Regions from separate parts of the Sus scrofa genome. Here regions 1, 2 and 3 are each linked to region 4. The links are chromatin contacts, called in public HiChIP or PLAC-seq maps. All regions are on one chromosome and are shown on one strand. Each heading gives the region's core, a stretch centred on a gene start, on an enhancer-like site or on the middle of the called end of the contact. The rest is flanking DNA. Distances are from core to core; before and after follow the strand shown. Region 1 has its middle 100 kb from the start of SGK1. Region 2 has its middle 140 kb from the start of SGK1. Region 3 has its middle 77 kb from the start of SGK1. Region 4 has its middle 240 kb from the start of ALDH8A1.

Region 1 (2,854 bases), core at 84-2,583, 340 kb after region 4:
AACTCTTTTAGCCTCTCAGATATCTACTGTTATTGTTTGTTTTTCTACTTTTCTTGATTTACTTTCTCTATTTGAATTCAAGAAGCATTTTGTTTTGTGAAGAAGTGAGGTATTTGGATATTCTTGGGAACAGCTGATGCTAATGTGCTTTAGCTTAAATTACATTATTCCTCCCCACCTACCACGGGGCAAAAAAAAGCCATAGGAACTGGAAAACTACCAGAGGCTCCTAAAGCCTGTCAGAGGAAATGGCCTAATTCTTTCTTTGAAACTAGAACAAACAGACAGAGCCAAACACTGAGTATTAACAAACTGGAAATCTTTTTTCTATATTGTAAATCTTTTTTTTTTTTTTTTTCCGTCTTTTTAGAGCCACACCTGCAACACATGGAAGTCCCGGGATAGGGGTCAAATCAGAGCCGCAGCTGCCGGCCTATGCCACAGTCACAGTCACAGCAACTCAAGATCTGAGCCATGTCTGCGACCTACACCACAGCTCACAGCAACCCGGGATCCTTAACCCACTGAGCAAGGCCAGGGATAGAACCTGCATCCTCATGGATACTAGTGGGGTTCTTAACTCTGTAAGCCACAATGGGAACCTGGACATTTTTTAAAAAATGGTTTACTAAGCAGAAGCATAAAATAATCTTAAGGACAACATTTTTTTTTTTTTTTTTTTTTTTGGTCTTTTTGCCATTTCTTGGGCTGCTCCTGCAGCATATGGAGGTTCCCAGGCTAGGGGTCAAATCGGAGCTGTAGTCACCGGCCTACGCCAGAGCCACAGCAACATGGGATCTGAGCCGCATCTGCAACCTACACCACAGCTCACAGCAACACTGGATCCTTAACCCACTGAACAAGGCCAGGGATCAAACCCCCAACCTCATGGTTCCTAGTCGGATTCGTTAACCACTGAGCCATGACGGTAACTCCCCTAAATATTTTTTTAATTTTGTTAATTGTAGTTTAATATAATTTATACCTTTGTAATCCTATGTATTTTACTTAATTCATTAACAATTTATTCTAGGAAGGGATTTCTAGACTTTGCCAGATTGCCAGAAGGGATCTAGGCTCAAAAAGTCAAGAGGCCCTGTAGTCATTCCCCTTCCTTAGTCTGTTCTTCTGACCTTGAACTCTTCACTCTTGACCTGGCCAACACACACTCTCATTCCTCAGGGCAGGATTGAAAGGTAGCCCTTAAAAGTGCCTTCCCTGATCCTCCCAGATTGGGAGAACTTCCTGTCTGTTTCGTTAGCAGTGAACTTCCCTCAGTTATGGGTTGATTTCACTATGATTCAACAATCGTTTCACCGTTTGACCCTTAACACACACATAAGCTCTTTAAAATGAGCCCAGTGGCTTTATTCCTGTTATATCCGCTGTGCCCAACCCATAGATGTGTTTAGTTATTCTCTGTTCAACTCTGAGTGATTCTCACCACATTTTAGCAGCATGCCTTCCTGGGCCATTCATTCATACCAACATTTATTCTGAATCTGCTAGGTTCCTGGGATTTTCCAGGCCCTGGAAATAAGGCAGAGGTTATATAGAAAGTAATTCCTGACCTAGATGCTTACAGGCTCATGAAGGGAACTAGTCGATAAACAAAGTTTGGAAAGTGAAATATTCCAGTCACAGAAGAACACTACTGTGTGATTGCTGTAGTATAAGGTATCTAGAGTAGTCAAATTCACAGGGACAGAGAGTACCAATGGTGGGTGCCAGAGGCTGGGGGGAGGGGCTGTCAGGGATGAAGAGGTACTTTTTAATGGGGTACAGATTTTCAGTTTTGAAAGACTGGTCTGGAGATGGGTGGTGGTGATGGCACAACAATGTGAAGAACGGAACTGCACACTTAGAGATGTTTAAAATGGTAAATTTTATGTTATGTAAATTTCACTACAACATTTAAAGATTGGTCTGGAGATGGGTGGTGGTGATGGCACAACAATGTGAAGAACTGAACTGCACACTTAGAGATGTTTAAGATGGTAAATTTTATGTTATGTAAATTTCACTACAACATTTAAAAAGTAAAGCACGCTGTAGTAGATGGGAAACGTGCTAAAGAAAAATAAAGATGAGAAGGAGGAATAGGAAGGGCTGAGAGGTAAGAGGCTGGGACAGACCTCAGGGCTGTAGGATTTCTTACCTGTTTTTGTTCAGGGCCTGAGCTACAGGCACCCAAACCACATGTTTGGAAGAGGATTCAGAAAGCCCTAAATCTTTCATCTGATCATCCGTGGGTACTAAAGCAGAACTTTTGTAATACAAGTTGCTAAATTTCCAAGACTTGGATGCTTTTCATTCCTCCAGCACCTTCTGGAAAAAGCATACAGTCCATGAGTGAAATCCTCAGGAAGAATATTTGGCAACTCAGATTGTCACTTGGACCTACCATTTATCTTTTCCCGTCCACTTTTCAGTTTGACATAAGCATTTTGCCACTGCGCGTCATCAAAGAATTATGAGACGATTTGAGGAGGTGCATATGATTCATTTTTGAAAATCAGATAATTATATCTGATTTATGTCTTCAGTGTCCTCATAAATCACCTTAATATCCATGCTTCCTTGAGTTTGGCTTTATACAATTTACTTTCCTTAACTCAAAAAAGATAATCAGGTGTTCCCATCATGGCGCAGTGGTTAACAAATCCAACTAGGAGACATGAGGTTGCGGGTTCGATCTTTGGCCTTGCTCAGTGGGTTAAGGATCTGGCGTTGCCATGACCTGTGGTGTAGGTCGCAGATGCAGCTCGGATCCCGCATTGCTGTGGCTCTGGTGCAGGCCGGTGGCAACAGCTCCGATTCGACCCCAAGTCTGGGAACCCCCATATGCCTCGGG
Region 2 (2,714 bases), core at 17-2,516, 310 kb after region 4:
TTGAACTACCTGAATAAAATTATGGTCAATTTTGTTGTTTCTTGTTTTGGCGATGAGGTTTTGCTAATTAGATCATTTGATAAAGCCATAGGCTCATTAGATCAAAGTTTCATGCCCTGAAATTCACCACCCCACATTGAACCCCAACATAGTCACAGTGTTTGTCACAAATAGGACCAGATGCTTGATGCTCAGTGGTTGTAGAATGCATCTTCGTTGAAATTACAGTCTGAAATGTTACTTTTCACATAAGTTATCAATAAATGTCATCCCTTTTAGCTACATTTAGTTCTTCCATATTGAAGAGTATGTCTGAGGGTAAAGCAATAAGCGTCTGAATGGTACTAAAAATAGTCATTTACGTGTGTAACCAGTGTGAGTTGTTCCCTGACACTAAGAGTACAATAAATGCCACCATCTGTGGGGCATTTAATAACCAGCTCCCTAGACACACACACACACACACACACACACACACACACTCACAGTTCTACCCCAGTTTACACTATGCGGAAAAGCTACTCTGCCTGGATGGCCCCAGGGCCCAGACTTGAGAAACCCACAGCCTTTTTGAAATTATCTTCCCAGAGTCCATCAACTTCTCTATTCCTCTTTTTTTGGTAGGAAATTTGAAAGAAAAAGCTATTATATATTCCTGGAGGCAACCATAAACCTAGCAAGAGGCCTCAAAAGGATGGATCCAGCCTACACACAATTTTTTTTGTCTCTCGAGAGAGTTTTAAAAATTAGAAAAATTTTTCATAAATATATGGTTGTTCAGTTTCTCTAAAATGTCAGAAGATCCAGCATCCCCAGACTGTCATTTCCATGGGTGACAATTTGCTGGGGCTGAGTAGCAGCCCCCTTTTCAGGGGGCCCCAGTCACCTCAGTCCCTGACAGACTCACTCAGTTCCTTAGCCGACCTAGCCCTAACAAGATTCAAGTTTTGACCTGGCCTAAACATTAGGGCGAGGACAGGAGGTCTATAACAGTGAGAAAAACCTCAAAAATATTGATTCTTTGATGAACATGTCTGTAAGCACCAGCTCGTTGCGTGTTTGCATAACTTCCCTCTGTTTCAACTTCCCATAGCAACAAGCAAATAATTGCCCAAAACTTCTCACGGGTGAGGACATATTTCAAAATTCATATACTGACTCATTTCAATCTTCACAAAAACTCTATGGGGTAATATATTTTTATCTCCATTTTGAGATGAGGAAACTAAAGAACGGAATTAAGTAACTTTTTCCAGGTCACATTGCTAGAACTCAGTGAAGAGGGAAGAATTAAACCCAAGTAATCTGTCATCAGAGTCTTTGTTTTTAGCCACCATCACATTCTATCACGCCCTGCATTCAGTTAAAAATTCTATTCTTCAGAGTTCCCGTGGTGGCTCAGTGGTTAGCGAATCTGACTAGGAACCATGAGGTTGCAGGTTTGATCCCTGGCCTCAATCACTGGGTTAAGGATCTGGCGTTGCCGTGAGCTGTGGTGTAGGTCGCAGATGCAGCTCCGATCCCGAGTTGCTGTGGCTCTGGTGTAGGCCGATGGCTACAGCTCCGATTTGACCCCTAGCCTGGGAACCTCCATATACCACGGGAGCGGCCCTAGAAAAGGCAAAAAGATTAAAAAAAAAAAAAAAAAAAAAAAAAAAAAACCTATTCTTCAAAACATCTCTCCATGTCTATGAAAGATACTCTAGATCCTCAAAGTCACTGCCTATGGGCTCCCAGACACCCTGAATGTATTATCACCAAAATCATCATACAGCCCCAGGATTGCCAGTCAAACTTTCTGTCCAGCTTTGAGCAACAACAGTGTCTTATTCACCATTGTCAGGTGTATAGCAGACATTCAATACGTCTTTGTTGAGTGAAAAAAATAAAACACGTGCTTTGTTTTTTTGCTTTTTAGGGCTGCACTTGAAGCACATGGAAGTTCCCAGGCTAGGGTCAAATTGGAGCTATAGCTGCTGGCCCATGCTACAGCTCCAGCCACAACCACAGCAACTCAGGATCTGAGCCGCATCTTTGACCTATACCACAGCTCACAGCAACGTGGGATCCCTAACCCACCCAGTGAGGCTAGGGATCAAACCCGCATCCTCACGGATACTTGGAATTGTTTCCTCTGTGTCACAATGGGAACTCCAAAGTGTGTTTTTAAGACTTTGCATGGCTACCCTCTTGCACCAAATTATCATCACATCGAAATCAGACCCATTAACATCCTAGTCTCATTGCCTCTGGACTCCCATCTTTCCACTGCTATGTTCTCCTCCACAAAGGCAGACGATAGCAGCTGGTGCACAGATATTGTGAGGATTTAATGAAATGTTTATAAAGTGCCTAACCCAGTGTCTGGTAGTTATAAAGCACTCACAATGTAGTACCTACTGTGGTGGATGCTACTAGAATATTGCATTTAACATCCTTTTTATAAAGTTATCCCCAGGTCCAACATAAACTCCTGCCTCCAGCCGGCATGTGACTTCTTTTTCATCCCCCCTTGTGATTCTCCATCTGGCATAAAGGACAAAGTGCCAAAAGCCACAGAAGAAGTAGGTCTCAGCCCCTAGGAGCAGAAATTGTACTTGAGAATTTGGAATGTATTACTCTTATGTTAACACCTACAAGTGTGTATTATAGAATATAATATGAAATTCGCATAAATTTTTAAAAGGATAAAACATGACTTAAAGAAAATTTTT
Region 3 (2,810 bases), core at 168-2,667, 370 kb after region 4:
TCCCATTTCAACTCATCTGGCCTCTTTTAACTCAACCTTCAAAATCAGTTTAACCATCACTTCCTCCAGGAAGCATTCCCTGATTTCTTCCAACTGGCCCAAAAATCTACCTTTTTTTTTTTTTTTTCCCCTGTCATAGCACTTTGTACAATATTCTTCCATGGCTTGTATTAGCAAAGACTAACCAAGTGTTCACCCAGTGCCAAGCACTGAATTTACTTGCACTGTCTCATTTTAGTCTTCACAAAACCCTGATGAGGTTGGTATTATGGTGTTATTATTATCTCTATTTCACAAGTGTAGAAACTGTGCTTGGAGAGTCTCAATCAATTGCCCAAGCAGTGATGCTGGGCTTTGCAGCCAGGCAGTACAGTTCTAGAGCTTTTAACTGTTTGCTACATTAACACTTACTATGATGTGGTAACCCACAGGCACATGGGGCAGTTTCCTCTGAAATGCAAGCAGCCTCATTCAAAGGTCACTCAAACAATGACATTTCTTTGTGCCTCTACCACCCAGCATAATGCCAGGCAGAGAGTTGTTCAACTTTAGTTGAAACCTTTAAATGCTAAGGAGTATGCAAGCTAGGTAAGTACAGAAAAAGCTCCACTGGATTTGAGAATCGGGTCTATTGGCATCCCAGTAAAAACTTGTTTCAACGGAGTGAGACGCTTTGCCTTGTTCGTCTCTTTAGTCCCGGAAAACATTAGGTGATTCATAAATAGTCTTTCATGAGTAAATTACTATGGGTGGAGGAGTAAACCTAAGGTGAAGAAATGGAGATCATGTTTTCATGAAGTGGCCTAAGAAGGAAAAGGGCCTGGGTGGTGGTGAAAGAGGGTTTCTGTAAACAAGGACGTTTGTGGGTGAAACGGGGATGTAACGTGTTTAGGGAGTTTGCTGGCTTTTGAGAGCTCTTTCAAGACCAGTGTGTTGAATACTGGAGACAGCAGCCAAGACAGAGGGAGAAGTTAAAGGTCCTGGAACCGGGGATTTCTTGAAAGAACCACAAGAGGAAGGTTCCAAAGCGCGTGGGGGTGGGTGAGCTGCGGCCCAGCCGGCCAGGTTCTTTCCCGAGGATCAGCCCAGCGTTGCCGTTTTCCCTGAGCCTCATTTTTCAATTCCAAGCGCAGAGAGCCCAGACCGCCCCTGAGAGCGATGGCCTGAAATAATTCTCTCCTTCTTCCTCTTTTTCTTTTTTCAAAAATATTTCTACATCCAGGAAAGACTCATTCAACCTTAAAGGCTCAGTCCCAGAACTGAAAGGACTGAGGAAATCTTGACTCCATTTCCAGAGAAAGACTGAGGTCCATGAGTTCGGAGCCTTTTCTATTTCAAGCTGGGTGGGGTGGCGTGAGTATCTCGTGGGGAGGAGCCCGAGGGGGATTCATGGAACTGAGTAGGAGGACTGTGTTTGGTGTTGAATCCTCTCGCCGTCAGGCTGCTGCAGGGCACGGAGGGCGGGCGCTGCAAAGCACGGAGGGCGAGGCGGGCGGCTAAAGCAAGAGATGGAACTAGGGGTACCGGCCGCTGTGAGCAGCAGCGTAGAAAAGGGTGGAGGAGTTCCCGTCGTGGCTCACTGGTTAAGGAATCCGACTAGGAACCCTGAGGTTGCGGGTTCAATGCCTGGCCTTGCTCAGTGGGTTGAGGATCCGGCGTTGCCGTGAGCTGTGGTGTAGGTCGCAGACGCAGCTCGGATCCCGCGTTGCTGTGGCTCCGGCGTAGACCGGTGGCTACCGCTCCGATTAGACCCCAAACCTGGGAATCTCCATGTGCCGCGGGAGCGGCCCAAGAAATGGCAAAAAGCCAAAAAAAAAAAAAAAAAAAAAAAAGGATGGAGAGATGGGGTCCTCTCTTTTCTGCCACTTCCCCTTCGTCTTCCCCGGCACCCCATCCCCCCAGACTAAGCCTGGGGAAAACACAGGGTGGACCCTGAGAACCTAGAACAGGATGCTACTCCCTCGGTCGACGCTTCGAAGAAAGGACCGGGAAATCCCAAGTGCAAGGGCATGAAAGGATGGGGAATTCCAGAAGCCACCCTGGGTGCCGGCTCTGGGGAGCTAGTGCTGTGTAAAGGAATTAGTTCTTCAGAGCACATTTATTACCTTGATAGTGGATGGTTAGCAAAGCGTGTTAGGATCTATAAATGAACGGAGTTATTGGCAAAAATAATCAAGCAGTACCTATTTTTATTGCCTATTATTTGGAAGACCTGATGCCTCTGGGGAAGTTAAAAAAAAAAAAAAGCCTAAGACGCTGTCCTCACCCTTCTGTTCCAGGTGAAGAGATGACATGGGCATAATAAGTAGCAGTGAGCTTCAAAGCCCCATGGTTTTATATAAGCAATAAACACTACAGATGTTCAGAGGGAAGAAAGCTAGACGATGACGACCTGGTATAGCTCCAGTGAGGAAATCAGATTAGTATCACTGACCTTGTATCATAGCCACTGTCGTATTTTAGGAGCCATGCCTCTCAAGCCACCCCAGGCACCAATGTGAAAAGAATTTGCTTCCAGGAGCCTTCTCCTGAATTACATTAATGTCATAACCAGCCTGCTGGCAGGCCCCCTCTGGAAAAGGAATCGGTGTGGAAGGCTCTTTTTATAATCAATTGAATTTTTCAAATAATTTCACTCAAAAACTTGCTCGACCATATCTGAGCTAAAAGCTACCGTGGCATCATATAAACAAAGTCAGTTTTTTATTGTAAAAAACACCCCTCTGGAAACTGCCACAATTGTGCCCTACATCAAGTTTGCTTGGATTTTAGGGAAAAGACAGCCCTTTACTGCTGGAAAACAAAAGGAA
Region 4 (2,896 bases), core at 375-2,874:
ATGTATGTGAAGCTTATGACTTCTACCCCGCTCTACTTGTCATGACAACAAAAAGGCTTTGAGGCTGCTTTTCTGTTTTCTTGACTTAAAAACTGTTAGTCCATCAAAATATAAGCTCCATAAGAAAGAAACTAAACAGGAGTTCCCATCGTGGCTCAGTGGTTAATGAATCCGACTAGGAACCATGAGGTTGCAGGTTCAATCCGTGGCCTTGCTCAGTGGGTTAAGGATCTGGCGTTGCCATGAGCTGTGGTGTAGGTTGCAGATGCAGCTCGATCCTGTGTTGCTGTGGCTCTGGTGTAGGCTGGCGGCTACAGCTCTGATTTGACCTCTAGCCTGAAAACCTCCATATGCCTCTGAAGCAGCCCAAGAAATGGCAAAAAGCCAAAAAAAAAAAAGAAAGAAAGAAAGAAAGAAACTAAACAAAACTTGTGTCTATTTCTCCAACATATCCCTAGCCTGCTGCATGATGACTGATGCATAGAGCAGGGACTGTATCCGTATCAGTTGCATGAATGAAAGTTTTAAATTCCACACACTCTGAAGCACACTCTGTTTGGTCAGAAAAAAAGTCATGCTCTAAACTACTCAAGCCGTAGTTTCCTTTTTCAAATGACAACGGGGTACTGAGACAGTTCCCTGAGCTCAGTTAGCTTCTGACTCAGTGAACTACCAGAGGTCTCCTCCTTAGGACTGACTGAGTTGGCCGGGATCAGAAGCACACGTTCAGACACCAGCTGAGAACACAGTTTTCAAGACGACCTAGAGGGGATGAGGTGGTTTAAAAGCTGAAGCTCTAAGGGTGTTGCTTACCCTGCAGCCATACATACATGCCTCTACTGGCTAAAGCAATCGTGACACCGTGTAATACTGTGCTGTCATTAGAAAAGATGACACAGGAGGACACTGAATGACATGGGAAAATGGGGTACATAACATCAGGGAGAGTACGTTCCCATGTTAGCTAAAGGAAATATAGAGATGTCTATTCTTATGAGGCACAGACCCAGAAGAGATACACTAAAGTGTTAACACCCTCTCTGGGTGAAGTGACTATGAGTATGTTTTAAAAATTTCTTCTCTTCGCTTATTTTTCTGTCAAAAATGTTTTTAAAAAGATAAACAAGAATTGGAAGGCTTGTTTCTGTGACTATTACATAATGCTTATTTGCCACCTTATCAAATCAAGGCAGTTGTTTTTCTTTAACCAAAATTTTTTCTACAACACAATGCTTTAAAAAAAAAAAAGAGGGAAGGGATAATCTATGTTCCCAAAGCCAGAGAACTAACAAACAAGCCTCTCATTACCCAAGGAACTGGCAAAATAGGCCAGGTAGATTGTCCCTCCATGAAAGTGTTGATAACGGTGACCTACCTGGCTATTATGCTGACAAGCTCTGGTGGCAGGAAAATAGATGTAATTATAAGAATTTTTGACAGTTATGCAGTAGTTTTCTTCACAGAACTGACACGTTTTGTGTAAAAATATTTGACTTTGCTTAAAAATCTCCCGCTGGTACAGAGGAGAAGCTGCATATTTCATGAGCATTCAGATCAGGGATAAGCAACATGGGAACAAATGTTGCAGCATTGAGACCACGCATATCTTAAGCTGGTCACATGCACATTAAGTGGCTTTCTAGAACCAGAGAAATGCTGGATTGCTTCATGGTGTGTAGTCCTTACTGCTTTACAAAAGTAACGAAACCTTTAGTTGTGACGTCTGGCTCTTGATCATTACGAACCATGAAGAATTATATCCTGGAACTTCCCGTTGGGCATAAAGGGTGACCACTTCATTGGAAATAGCAGAAAAGCAGCTAGAGAATGACTTTGGGCAGCTCCACCTTAGGAGACCACATGCAATTAGTGGCTTGGGAAAAATCCATGTCCCCACCATAGAATTGGTACATGGACATAGCACCATCCTGGCACAGAAAATTTCCCCAAAATATTTGTTAAACAAGTGGATGTGTTGTACAAATGTCCAGATAGAGAGGCATACTGCAAACTCACACGTCAATCTCCCCTAACCTACTTGCTTCATGTAAATTAATCAAAATTAATCCACCTCTACCTCTCTATGTAGTTCCTATATAGCACTGCTGAAGGTAGGTCTGAAGTTTCTCTTTTCTCTAGAAAAATACCTAAGAATTTTGTCTCTAGATATTATTTGCTTAATTCGAATGGCAAAATAAAAATGAATACACAGAAGTCAACACAACACATGTACAGGCAAACTTTTGCAGTTTAAGAGCATAATTTTTGTTAAAAGGTACACATGAACACACACACACACACAGAGCATTAACTGGTCCCCGTACATAAATAGCAAACTTCTAGAGTCTGTAATAAGCTGTCGTTTCTTTGGTATTTTTAAAAATAATATCTGAACCTACTAAAATAATTCTCTTTGTTCTCCTCCTCCTCTGCTTTCTCACTATTTTAAAGCAATTACTAAATAGAACTTGAACCCAGAGAAGATGATAAAAGAGGGCAAGTAGAAAGAACCTGACTATTATGAAGCATCTATTGTGTGCCAGGCACATTTAATACTTCTTTAGGCATTTACATTTAATATTTCTTTTAATCCTCAAAAACCCTTGCCCAGTAGATATCATTAACACTATTTTATGCACCAGGAAATATATTCAGAGAGAACAAGAGATCTGCACAAACTCAAGTAACTGATCAATGATTGAGCAGGGCTGGGACTCAAGTCTGAGAAGCTCGGAGTTTTCACTGCATCACTGTCAATAATGTAGAAATATTCCTGCTCCCTGACAGAAGATTATTATAATTTGGAAAACCATTTAATCCATGGTGTCTTCCCTCGCCTCCTCCTATTTGACTGTGGTGTCAGATTTTGACACCAAGTGTCCCCTGGAGTTTGAAA

The links. HiChIP or PLAC-seq counts read pairs in DNA pulled down with a chosen protein or histone mark.
Region 1: an H3K27ac HiChIP or PLAC-seq map of alveolar macrophages shows a contact between it and region 4. The contact joins two enhancer-like sites. A contact is called at or near these places in 1 of 47 Hi-C or Micro-C datasets (embryonic fibroblasts) and 1 of 2 datasets of contacts at active chromatin or transcription factors (alveolar macrophages).
Region 2: a contact with region 4 is called in an H3K27ac HiChIP or PLAC-seq map of alveolar macrophages. The contact joins two enhancer-like sites. A contact is called at or near these places in 2 of 2 datasets of contacts at active chromatin or transcription factors (alveolar macrophages and skeletal muscle).
Region 3: an H3K27ac HiChIP or PLAC-seq map of alveolar macrophages shows a contact between it and region 4. The contact joins two enhancer-like sites. A contact is called at or near these places in 2 of 47 Hi-C or Micro-C datasets (fetal skeletal muscle and subcutaneous adipose tissue) and 1 of 2 datasets of contacts at active chromatin or transcription factors (alveolar macrophages).

What each region holds. Positions count from the first base shown.
Region 1 is chr1:29,643,533-29,646,386 of Sscrofa11.1, forward strand. It overlaps a transcript of SGK1 not described here. Among named protein-coding and RNA genes, the nearest start is that of SGK1, 100 kb to the right of the region's middle. Within about 2 kb of position 1,334, at least 2 of the 83 cell types and tissues checked have an H3K27ac peak or open chromatin away from gene starts, as enhancers often do. A contact at or near this core is called in alveolar macrophages, where this site is marked.
Region 2 is chr1:29,610,920-29,613,633 of Sscrofa11.1, forward strand. No RefSeq gene overlaps it. Among named protein-coding and RNA genes, the nearest start is that of SGK1, 140 kb to the right of the region's middle. Within about 2 kb of position 1,267, at least 7 of the 83 cell types and tissues checked have an H3K27ac peak or open chromatin away from gene starts, as enhancers often do. A contact at or near this core is called in alveolar macrophages, where this site is marked.
Region 3 is chr1:29,669,309-29,672,118 of Sscrofa11.1, forward strand. It overlaps a transcript of SGK1 not described here. Among named protein-coding and RNA genes, the nearest start is that of SGK1, 77 kb to the right of the region's middle. Within about 2 kb of position 1,418, at least 19 of the 83 cell types and tissues checked have an H3K27ac peak or open chromatin away from gene starts, as enhancers often do. A contact at or near this core is called in alveolar macrophages, where this site is marked.
Region 4 is chr1:29,300,622-29,303,517 of Sscrofa11.1, forward strand. No RefSeq gene overlaps it. Among named protein-coding and RNA genes, the nearest start is that of ALDH8A1, 240 kb to the left of the region's middle. Within about 2 kb of position 1,625, at least 3 of the 83 cell types and tissues checked have an H3K27ac peak or open chromatin away from gene starts, as enhancers often do. A contact at or near this core is called in alveolar macrophages, where this site is marked.